2 separate regions of the Gossypium arboreum genome follow, and region 2 is linked to region 1. A link is a contact called in public Hi-C data. All regions are on one chromosome and are shown on one strand. The core of a region is the stretch at or near the end of the contact, and the rest is flanking DNA. Distances in the headings are between cores, read along the strand shown.

Evidence for each region. Hi-C and Micro-C count contacts between places; a contact is called where the count stands out from the background.
Region 2: a Hi-C map of leaf shows a contact between it and region 1, with 4 times the contacts expected there. The contact joins the promoter of LOC108489536 here to the promoter of LOC108465737 in region 1. A contact is called at or near these places in 2 of 5 Hi-C or Micro-C datasets (both in leaf).

Annotation. Positions count from the first base shown.
Region 1 is chr10:50,607,862-50,612,799 of ASM2569848v2, reverse strand. It overlaps LOC108465737 (60S ribosomal protein L13a-4-like), which reads left to right and starts at 2,353. Exons shown (of 4, transcript XM_017766121.2): 1 at 2,353-2,861; 2 at 3,748-3,864; 3 at 3,975-4,062; 4 at 4,505-4,839. The coding sequence starts at 2,590. The coding sequence ends at 4,648.
Region 2 is chr10:51,240,462-51,245,399 of ASM2569848v2, reverse strand. LOC108489536 (transcriptional corepressor LEUNIG_HOMOLOG-like) reads left to right here and starts at 2,642. Exons shown (of 20, transcript XM_053019971.1): 1 at 2,642-2,936; 2 at 3,041-3,131; 3 at 3,260-3,319; 4 at 3,403-3,500; 5 at 3,870-3,979; 6 at 4,073-4,356; 7 at 4,450-4,504; 8 at 4,631-4,739. The coding sequence starts at 3,288.

The DNA.
Region 1 (4,938 bases), core at 1,104-3,603:
GTAATAAAAATATCATTGTAATAAATTTAATTTTAATATAAAATTTTAACGGTATTAATAATTATTAAAAGTCATGTTAGTATTTTAATTAGAATAAAATATTTAAATTAACTAATTATATTATAAATATTAGGATAATAAATTATGTTAAAATTAAAATATAAAGATTAAAGGCTAATTTAACCGTACTCTTAAAAATCACTTTTGACTTTAAAAGCTATGCTAACTAAACACCTTTTGCTTGAAAATTTTTGCTTTTGAACGGAGAACTTAAAAATTTTAGCTTTTCTTGAGGCAAAGCACTTCTAGAAACTAATTTACATTTTCTATCTCTCCATTTTTTTCTTCCCAAACACACAACACTTCCATTTTCTTTTTCTTTCTCTTTCAAAGCTGAAGTTCTCTGGTTCTCCCTTCTTTTCTATGTTCTTTGCTTTTTCCATTTTCTTCAAGGTTTTTACTACTCTCTTTCTCCTTTCTACTCCCCTAATCTTATCTTCTCGTTTCAACTACCCATTTAATTTTTTCATTTTTTCCCCATTTCCGATTAAGCTCTTTTTGATTGCTGCTGAGTTTAGTTGCTTTCCATTTTCAAGTTAACTTTTTCATTTCACCTTTGATTTTCATAGGTTTTCTATTTGGTTGCTCATTTTGATTCTTCTGCTGTTTTTTTCATTTAACTTAGATGCTTTTGCTGATTTTTTCTCCTTTGTTTTACTCCATTTCGTTCAAACTTGTGTTGATTTTCCAAAGCTTTATAATTATTATTACATAATGGAAATTAGAATTGTTGTATTTATGGGGGGAATTTCAATATCGTTGAAAGGATTTGCTTTATTTTATTCAATTATGTTGGTTTAATATGAGAGGGAAATGATGTGGGTATCTGATGCCATTTCCCCTCATGATGTTATGGCTGATATGATTATTTTGATGTGAGATGAGAGGGTTACAGTAATGTTCTAGTTGTAAAGAAGATTCTTAAAGTCTAATTTGGATTCCATGAGCATCATTTAGCCTAAAGAACATTAATGGTTAGGGGTTGCAGTACCTTGAAGTTAGAATTATGAATTGAAGTATTTGCTTTATGCTCTGTTCGGTTGCTGAAACATGGGCTGCAAGATTAAAATTCAACATCTTGTTCTTTTGAACTTAGGAATTCCAAATTTTTTAGCTTAATTTGGAGATTTTTCAATAATAATGGGCACAAGTTGTGTATTATCTATGCTTAAATCATTAACATATTGTTTATGATTCATCAATCCTTGCATTTCTCATATTTTATGTTCTGGTTGCGGCATTTAGAAGTGAAGAGTCTCGAACTTTGCCCCTCTTTATTATATTTAAAATTTCTTTGTTTTTTTATCTTTATAATTTTTAAAATTTGTGTTTTTACATATTTATAATATTACAGTTCATTCATTTTGATCAAATTATGTAATATTTATAATATTATCGTTTGTATTTTTAAAGTGTGTAAAAATATGTTGATAAAAATGATGCGATTTTATGGAATCGAAAATATTAACAGGGCATATGAGAATATAATTGATTCATAAGATGTGCATGATGGTGAAAGTGATGATAATGATAATGATGGTAAATTAAACAATTCAAGTGGTTTTGAAATGAAATTAATAAGATATATTATAACTTCTAGTTTAAGGAATTTACTTTAAATTACAAATGTTAATGTAAGATTTTAATATTTATATTTGGTGTATAAATATTACCCCTTTTGAAACTTTAATCTAAATACATATAATATTTTAAATTTTTAGGTTTATGTTATTTATGTTATGTTAATATTCAATATGATTAAATATTCAAATTACATTTTAAAATAAAATCATTAATTAAAAAATTTCTCAAAATATCATAATATTAACTAATTTGGACATTATTTAAATGTACATTTGTTACTTTATAATACCATATTTAAAATGGACATTTTATTTCTTAAAAATAATTTTTGACAACAATACTAAATACTTAAATATTAAACTAAACTTTTCAAAAGTATTTTCACTCTTTTATATGACCTAACAAATAAAGAGATCAAACTTAAAATTTTACCATTAAATTTTTGTATATAGAAATTTAATACCTAAATTTGATTTTGATATATTACATAATTTTAATATTACATTAATTATTACGAGATTAAATAAAAATTATATCATACAAATTAAATATATAATTAAAAATATAAAAATAATCAAAATCTAATTGAAGTTTAAAAATGCATGATTAGTTATAAATTTAAAGAGGTTATTTTGGTAATTTTATAGGAAACCAAATTTAATTGATTAAAACTCTTCAAATCTCGTGGGGTTCAGGCTATTTTGCTATTGAATATGCAGAGGGTTGTAAATTTAGGTCAGAGTAGTTGGGCCTGAGTTAACGAAAGTCCATTCCTTTTCTCTTACTTCATGTCTTTTTGTTTCTTAACCCAAAAACCAACCCTAAAAAAGAGCCTGTTAAAAACCCTAGAGGCTGCAATCAACATAATTTTGTTGGAAGGGCGGCAGTGGCAGCAGCAGCAGCAGCTGGGCAAAGCTATCAAGCAAAGAAGAAGAAGAGGAAAAGATGGTTTCAGGCTCAGGGATATGCGCGAAGAGGGTGGTGGTGGATGCTAGGCATCACATGCTAGGAAGGCTGGCATCGATATTGGCCAAGGAGTTGTTGAATGGGCAGAAAGTAGTGGTGGTGAGATGTGAGGAAATTTGCATTTCGGGTGGATTGGTGAGGCAGAAGATGAAGTACATGAGGTTCTTGAGGAAGCGTATGAACACTAAGCCTTCTCATGGTCCCATCCACTTTCGTGCTCCTGCTAAGATCCTCTGGCGTACCATTCGTGGGTATGTTTCTGTTTTCATTTTATGATGGATATCTGGTTTATTGATTTCAAGTTTTTTGTATATGTTGCTGGAAAATCTTGTAAAGCATGAAGAGGAAGTTGCGTGCTGTTTATGTTTGATAATAGAAAGTTTAGATGGATTTTCTGATTCCTCATTATTCATTTAAGAAATGGAAAGTGTACTACGAATGTGCTTGAGGTTATTATCTGTGAGTTGAGAGAATACAGCTGCGAAGATCTATGGATCTTATGGTGCAAAGGGTGTTTTGATTCATTATATATGAAGTTTACACTTACTGCATTTTCAGTTGTGATGTAGTTTTGCTTATGTTACGTGTTGTGAATGGCGCATGAGGTATGGTGTGATGGTTGCTCACTTCGTCCCTTAATCATGTGGTTGAGTTAAATTCTTGCTTATGGAAATCAAGCACATTTCATGGTCAGCTGTTTACCTCTTTAGAGAGCATTTGTGATGAGGGGATTAGTCACTACTGTTAGTGGTGGATACTCTGGTTCCGAACAAAAAAAATGGTACATTAGCCATTTTTAGGTGTTAGAACATTTATATCGTGCAAGGTGCTAAAAAGTGCTTGCTTGACTGAAAGGAGCTCATTGAATGTTTGTGTATATACAATTCTGATAATAAACTCCTAAGAGTAGTTTAGTTTATCCTACAATGCTTGCAGAGTTTTCTTTTTTCCTTTGTGGTCAATAGACATGATTTCTTTATGGTTCACATATATTGTTGAATACTCGAATATTGAGAAGTAGATAGTTCATTTATTCCTTTTCTTACTAGTAAAAGTATAGTGAATGAAATAAATTAAATGAAGGTGCACACCTTAACTACGCTGCTTTTCATTATTTATATTTGTTTTTTATTGCAGTATGATTCCTCACAAGACTAAACGTGGAGCAGCAGCTCTTGCTCGCTTGAAGACTTATGAGGGGATTCCTGCACCTTATGATAAGATAAAGAGGATGGTTATTCCTGATGCTCTCAAGTGAGTTTTTGATGGTCAATTTCTTATCTGCAAATTAGATTTCCTTCACTTGCAGTGATCACGACTAGTTATGTACAATGATTTAAAATTCTTTTTGGTTTTTAAATTAGGGTTTTGAGGCTTCAGAAAGGACACAAGTACTGCTTGTTGGGCAAGCTCTCATCTGAGGTTGGATGGAATCACTATGACACTATCAAGGTGAAGACTGATATTTGGCTTGTTTTCGTTTAAAGTTCATCAACATAGAACGTTGTTTATTACATTGTTATAACCTAAAAGCTTTTTTGCTGAACGCTTTAATCCTAGTAAAACTCCAAGAAGGTTTTCATAGAAAGAGATCTTACATGCAAACAAGAGAACGTCACTTTTTGTTTTGTACTCTCAGCCTCTGTTGCTCAGTCTCTGTTTTGAAGGTTGGGATCTGATTTGAGCATGCATGCTCGACTTTTCCCAACATTTTTTACCATGTATTGCTGACTGCTCAATTCTTTTATCGAGTGTTATTTACTTGGATGAAATACTCTTATTTTGGTATTTGATATTGTACAGTTCTTCATCTTTTTGTTATACATACAACTATCTAAACCTTGGGAGTTGATAACATCTGTTGATTTCCTGATTCCTTGTTTCTTCCCTCCAGGAGCTCGAGAGGAAGAGGAAAGAGAGAGCTCAAGTGGCATATGAGAGACGGAAGCAACTCGTTAAGCTTAGGGTTAAAGCTGAAAAGGTGGCGGAGGAGAAGCTTGGTGCGCAGTTGGAAGTTATTGCTCCTATCAAATATTGATTCATAGACCAAGGAGTGTTGAAACAATCTGGTTAAGTTCAATGCATTTTGATAGTGTCTTTTTTTGAGTGGCTCATAATCTTATTGTCCTTGTATCTTTTGAAGTAGATGATGTTATGCTTATATACATTTTGTATGGTACTCTGGTTTTTTTGTCCTCCCAATATTTGCTTCAGAATCATTTTCCTTCACTTGGATTATATGGCTTACTTTATATCCGATTCGTCTCATAACATAAATTATTATATTATATTTGACCAATATTATAGGTATTTCAAACCTAAAATGTA
Region 2 (4,938 bases), core at 1,393-3,892, 630 kb before region 1:
TCACAGTCTTAGTTTGTTACAAGGCCCAACCACACGGCTGTGTGACTTTTTATGAATTTATGCATTTAGGTCCACATGGCTTTAATGAGTTACATGGCCATGTGACCCCAAATCCGCACGGTCACCATTTGTAACACGGCTAGGGCACACGGCTGTGTGACCCCTATTTTGAAGATTTTCTGTATCTTTTGAAAAGTTTTCAATATGATCTTTATTTGTTCTTAGGTCAACTTAAGAGCTTTCATAAGCTCGATTGAGACTCAGATTTGTTTGTAAATCATATTATGCATTGATTATGAAATGTTTTTATTGTTTAATTGATTGTCTAAACCTGGAATTATACGTGATTTGATCCATTATTGTAGTATCTTATAACTCGAATCCAACGACCAAAATAAGTGAAGGGTGTTAAAGTTACGTATAGGAGTCTAGTAGTCTATGCTAATTTTTCATAAATAAATTACATTACTTTCCCCCAAAAAAAACTTAAAAATAGCAGGAACATTTTTAGTGTATTTAGAATTAGAGGTGAACAAAATCTAATTCGATTCTAAAAACTCGATAAAATTTTCAAATTTTGAATTAAATAGTTCAAGTTATTTGAGTTAATCAAGTTATTTGGGTCAACTCGAATAAAAAAATAAGTTTTTCGGTTTAACTCGAATGTGAATTACATAATTCGAGTTATCCGAAAATATGAATAAGAAAAGGCAAAACTACGTCATTTTGATAAATGTTTACCTTTTCAAAAGCTAAAAGTCAAAACCATTAAGTTAAAAGGTAAAACTATGTTGTTTTGATAAATGTTTACTGATTAAGTTAAAAGGCAAAACCATTATATTGTTTATGTTGTTAAATAATTATATTGTTTATGTTGTTAAATAATTTTATACTTCGTTTTCTAGTTAAATAATCGGTTCATGTAAGCGCAACATTGAGTACAGATAATAGGATTCGTTAACTCGACTCGACTTGACTCGAAATTTTTTTGACTCGATTCGATCCGATTCGAAAAAAATTCAAATTGAGTTCGGTTGCTAAAATAGGATTTGTCAACTCGACTAACTCGAAATTTTTTGACTCGATCCGACTCGACTCGATCGAATACTCACCCCTATTTAGAATAGATGTTAAAAAAGTTAAAAAGGTAGTATTTTACAAATAAAAAGAAATTGACATTCAACTCATACTTTCAATAATCTCTTACCGATGAAATTCCTGAGTTTTGATTTGAGGTTATGTCCCGGATTGAAATTTATGGACTGAGGATGATTATAATATATGGAATTTATTATCTAATGTATTAAATATACTGTAGTTCCTATTTTTTCTTTAATTTGAACTGTCATTGAAAATGTCAGTGTAAGGTTTTGTAATTTAGTTTCCATGTCGATACGTTTTCTGTTGTCAGTTGATTTTCCTTTGATTTTATTACTGTATAAAAAGTTAGAAAGACATCAACAAGTATTGAGTATAATGGTAAGTCACATTATATTTTTAAAAGAGAATTTAAGTTTGAATTTTAAAATAATATTATTGAAAGGATAATTAAAACCCTAAACATAAACCGTAAAATGAATATGCATATAAGTTTAGATGAGAGATTTGGAAGAAAATTTTTATTTTAGTGAGATTTTAAAATTTTAAATTATGAAGTATGATGTGGTAATTTTTCACTTTATTTCTTAATTATAATGTTAACGGTTTGATCTCCGTCCATAAAAATTAAGTACATTTTATGATTAGTCATTAATTTATTCAAAAGTACCCTCAAAAAGAATTAGTCACAATAACAAAAATGGTTCTTAAAATTTCAAAAAAAAAAATTTGCAAACAAAATTTAGTATAAAACAACATGAAGTTGTTGATGTGATTAAAGGTATTCATTAAAGGTGAAAAACAAAAGAGTTTTAGTTTGAAAATTTTTAGATTTTTATAAAATAAAAACTTAGAAGAATTATTAGTTTACTTTTTTTTAGTTTTAATTTTAAGAAATTTTAGATTTATACAAATTTAAAAATATTTTTTATTTTTTAAAATTATGATTTTTAATTATTTTTAGTCTAATATTTTTTAAAATTTGTTTACAAGAAAATTTTAAAAATATTAATATTATTTTTAATTATAACTGAGAAACTAAATTAACTATTAACTTTTGAATTAATTTGCAACATTACTTTTTTTAAAAAAGTTAGCAATCAGTGACAAAAATATAACAAATTGATAACATTAGTAAATATTATGTAATTTTTAAAAATTAGGTGATTGAAATATAATTTTAAATAAATTTGAAGATTATTGACGTAATTTACCCTAAAAATGTTTATATATTTTTATAAATCGTGCATATTTTTATATTAGTTATTTTTTAAGGTTTATCTTATTTATTTTTATATCATTAATTTTTTATAATTATTTTTAATTTATTAAAATTCATTAATCTAAATTTTCTTTTAAAATTTATTCATTCATAATAATCACAAATACAAACATTTTAAAAATATTCTAAAATTTAAAATTTTTCTCGAAATGCAGTCTAAGAAATTAGGGAAGTGTAGTGAGATTAGGAATTCTTTTTCATATTAAATTACCTATTTATATAAAACAAGAAAATGAAAAGAAAAAACTTAGAAGCATATATAAAAGCATGTGGGGGGTCCTTTAGCTGACGTGGTGTGTGAGAGCTGAGAAAGTCCGAACTAACTATTCTGAACTTCAAGGACTCCAAACCTGAGGTTTGTTGAGTCAGATCCCGAGTACCCGAATCTCTGGTTTGGATCTTATTCAAACTCTCCCTTTTGGCCATTTTCACTTATGTTAACTACATAAATAAACCTGAGCTTCGAAGCTTCAAAGATATCAAATCAACTTATTAAAAGGAAAACCCTAATTCAGTCATTCTTTCCATTTATAGCTTCCTTTTCTGAGTTCATAAGGTCTAACCTTTTTCCTTTTACTTTAATTTAATCTCATCTTTTATTAAGATGCTTTATGGAAATTTATGATTTTTTTTTTTTAAATTGTTTCTTATTGAATGCAGAAACCAATATTAGATCGCTTCTTCACAAGGTCAAGAGTGGTAATGCAGGCTTTGATCCATTGACTTGATCCCTTGAATTGCTCCCTTTAAGGTTAATTTTGATCAACGTTGTTTCATGTTTTACAATTATAATATCTTGTACTAAATTTGTAACTTTTTTGGTAAATCGAATTTCTAATTTAACTCTACATCAATTTTGCTTTGCTTTGTTTTGAACAGTTAATTAATTTGTTTTTGAGCTGAAACGATGGCGCAGAGTAATTGGGAAGCAGATAAGATGTATCTATATGATATTTCAGAAAATGAATATTATTTTTAGTTTAATTTGATTCCTTTACTTCTATTTAATTTTTGGTTGGCAGGCTTGATGTTTATATATATGATTATTTGGTAAAGAAAAAACTGCATGTCACTGCAAAGTCCTTCATGACAGAAGGGAAAGTCGCCCCGGATCCAGTAGGTAAGAATTGGGTTTGACTATGTACAATTTCTGTTAGTTAATTCATGACATTGTGTGACTGAAGATTTTATGCAGAAATGGAGTTCTTATATGAATCTTTTTGTACCTAAGTTACATTGACTTTTGAATTTACCTAAAAGTACCTTGTCTTACTTTTTCTTGGGCATTTTAAATTTAAATGGGTATGCCATTTAGATTCTTAACATTAATATAAGAAATGCCAAATTAATGGTCGTAATGGAGGGGTTAATTTTTCTTTGGAATTAAAGGTTATACTTTGCTTGGTTATGTTGTAATTGTGTAGCATATTGTTGGTTGAGGGAATCTGGTTTTACAAGTGATTTATTGAGGACTTGCTTGTTTACCCAGCGATTGATGCTCCCGGTGGGTTTCTTTTTGAGTGGTGGTCTGTCTTTTGGGACATATTTATATCGAGAACTAATGACAAGCATTCAGAGGCTGCTGCAGCATACATAGAGGTGACTTACAACTTTAGCAAGTATTATTGTAAGTACCTTGTCATTTCTTCAATTTATACCGAATGATTTGAACCATTATGGATTTACTTACAGGCACAACAAATCAAGGCAAAGGAGCAACAACAGTTGCAGATGCAGCAGTTGCAACTGATGCGTCAAGCTCAGATGCAACGCAGGGATCCTAATCATCCTTCTTTAGGTGGTCCTGTAAATGCAACTGGCTCTGAAGGAATGCTAGGGCAGTCAAATGCAAGTGCATTGGCAGCAAAAATGTATGAAGAGCGCATGAAACACCCAAATGCGATGAATTCAGAGACATCCCAGCCACTTCTTGATGCTAGGATGGCCCTCTTAAAATCAGCTACAAATCATCCTGGGTAAATATACTTGTACATTTTAGGTAAGGTATTTTGTCTATTGCGATTAACATTTTTCTGGTTAATGACAAATCAAAATTGTCTCTGATGCAGTCAGTTGGTTCAAGGAAATCAAGGAAGTGTAACTGCAGCATTGCAACAAATTCAGGCATTGATTCTACTAACTTTTTTTTGCTACTTGGAAAAAGTTCTTTCTGTATTTGCCGCAACATATTGCAATCAATCTCTTTCTGTTTTCTTGAACTAATATATATATATATATATATCCTTGCAGGACATTAAAGGTGACGTGAATTTGGGCGGTCCACAGAGAGCCATGCCCATGGATCCCTCAATTTATGGACAGGGAATCATGCAGTCAAAACCTGGAATGGGAAATACAGGTACTCTTTGTAACTACTGGTGTTATATTCACTTTGCACTATTCACCTTGCTGCATACTAATGAGTTTCATTTCCATAACCTAACTTCTAGTTATCTTGTCATGGATTTATTGATTTAATATAACATTATGTCATTTCCATTCAGCCTCTACAAAAATTTTTATATGTGGTTTCATCACAGTCCATCTTATCTTTCCTA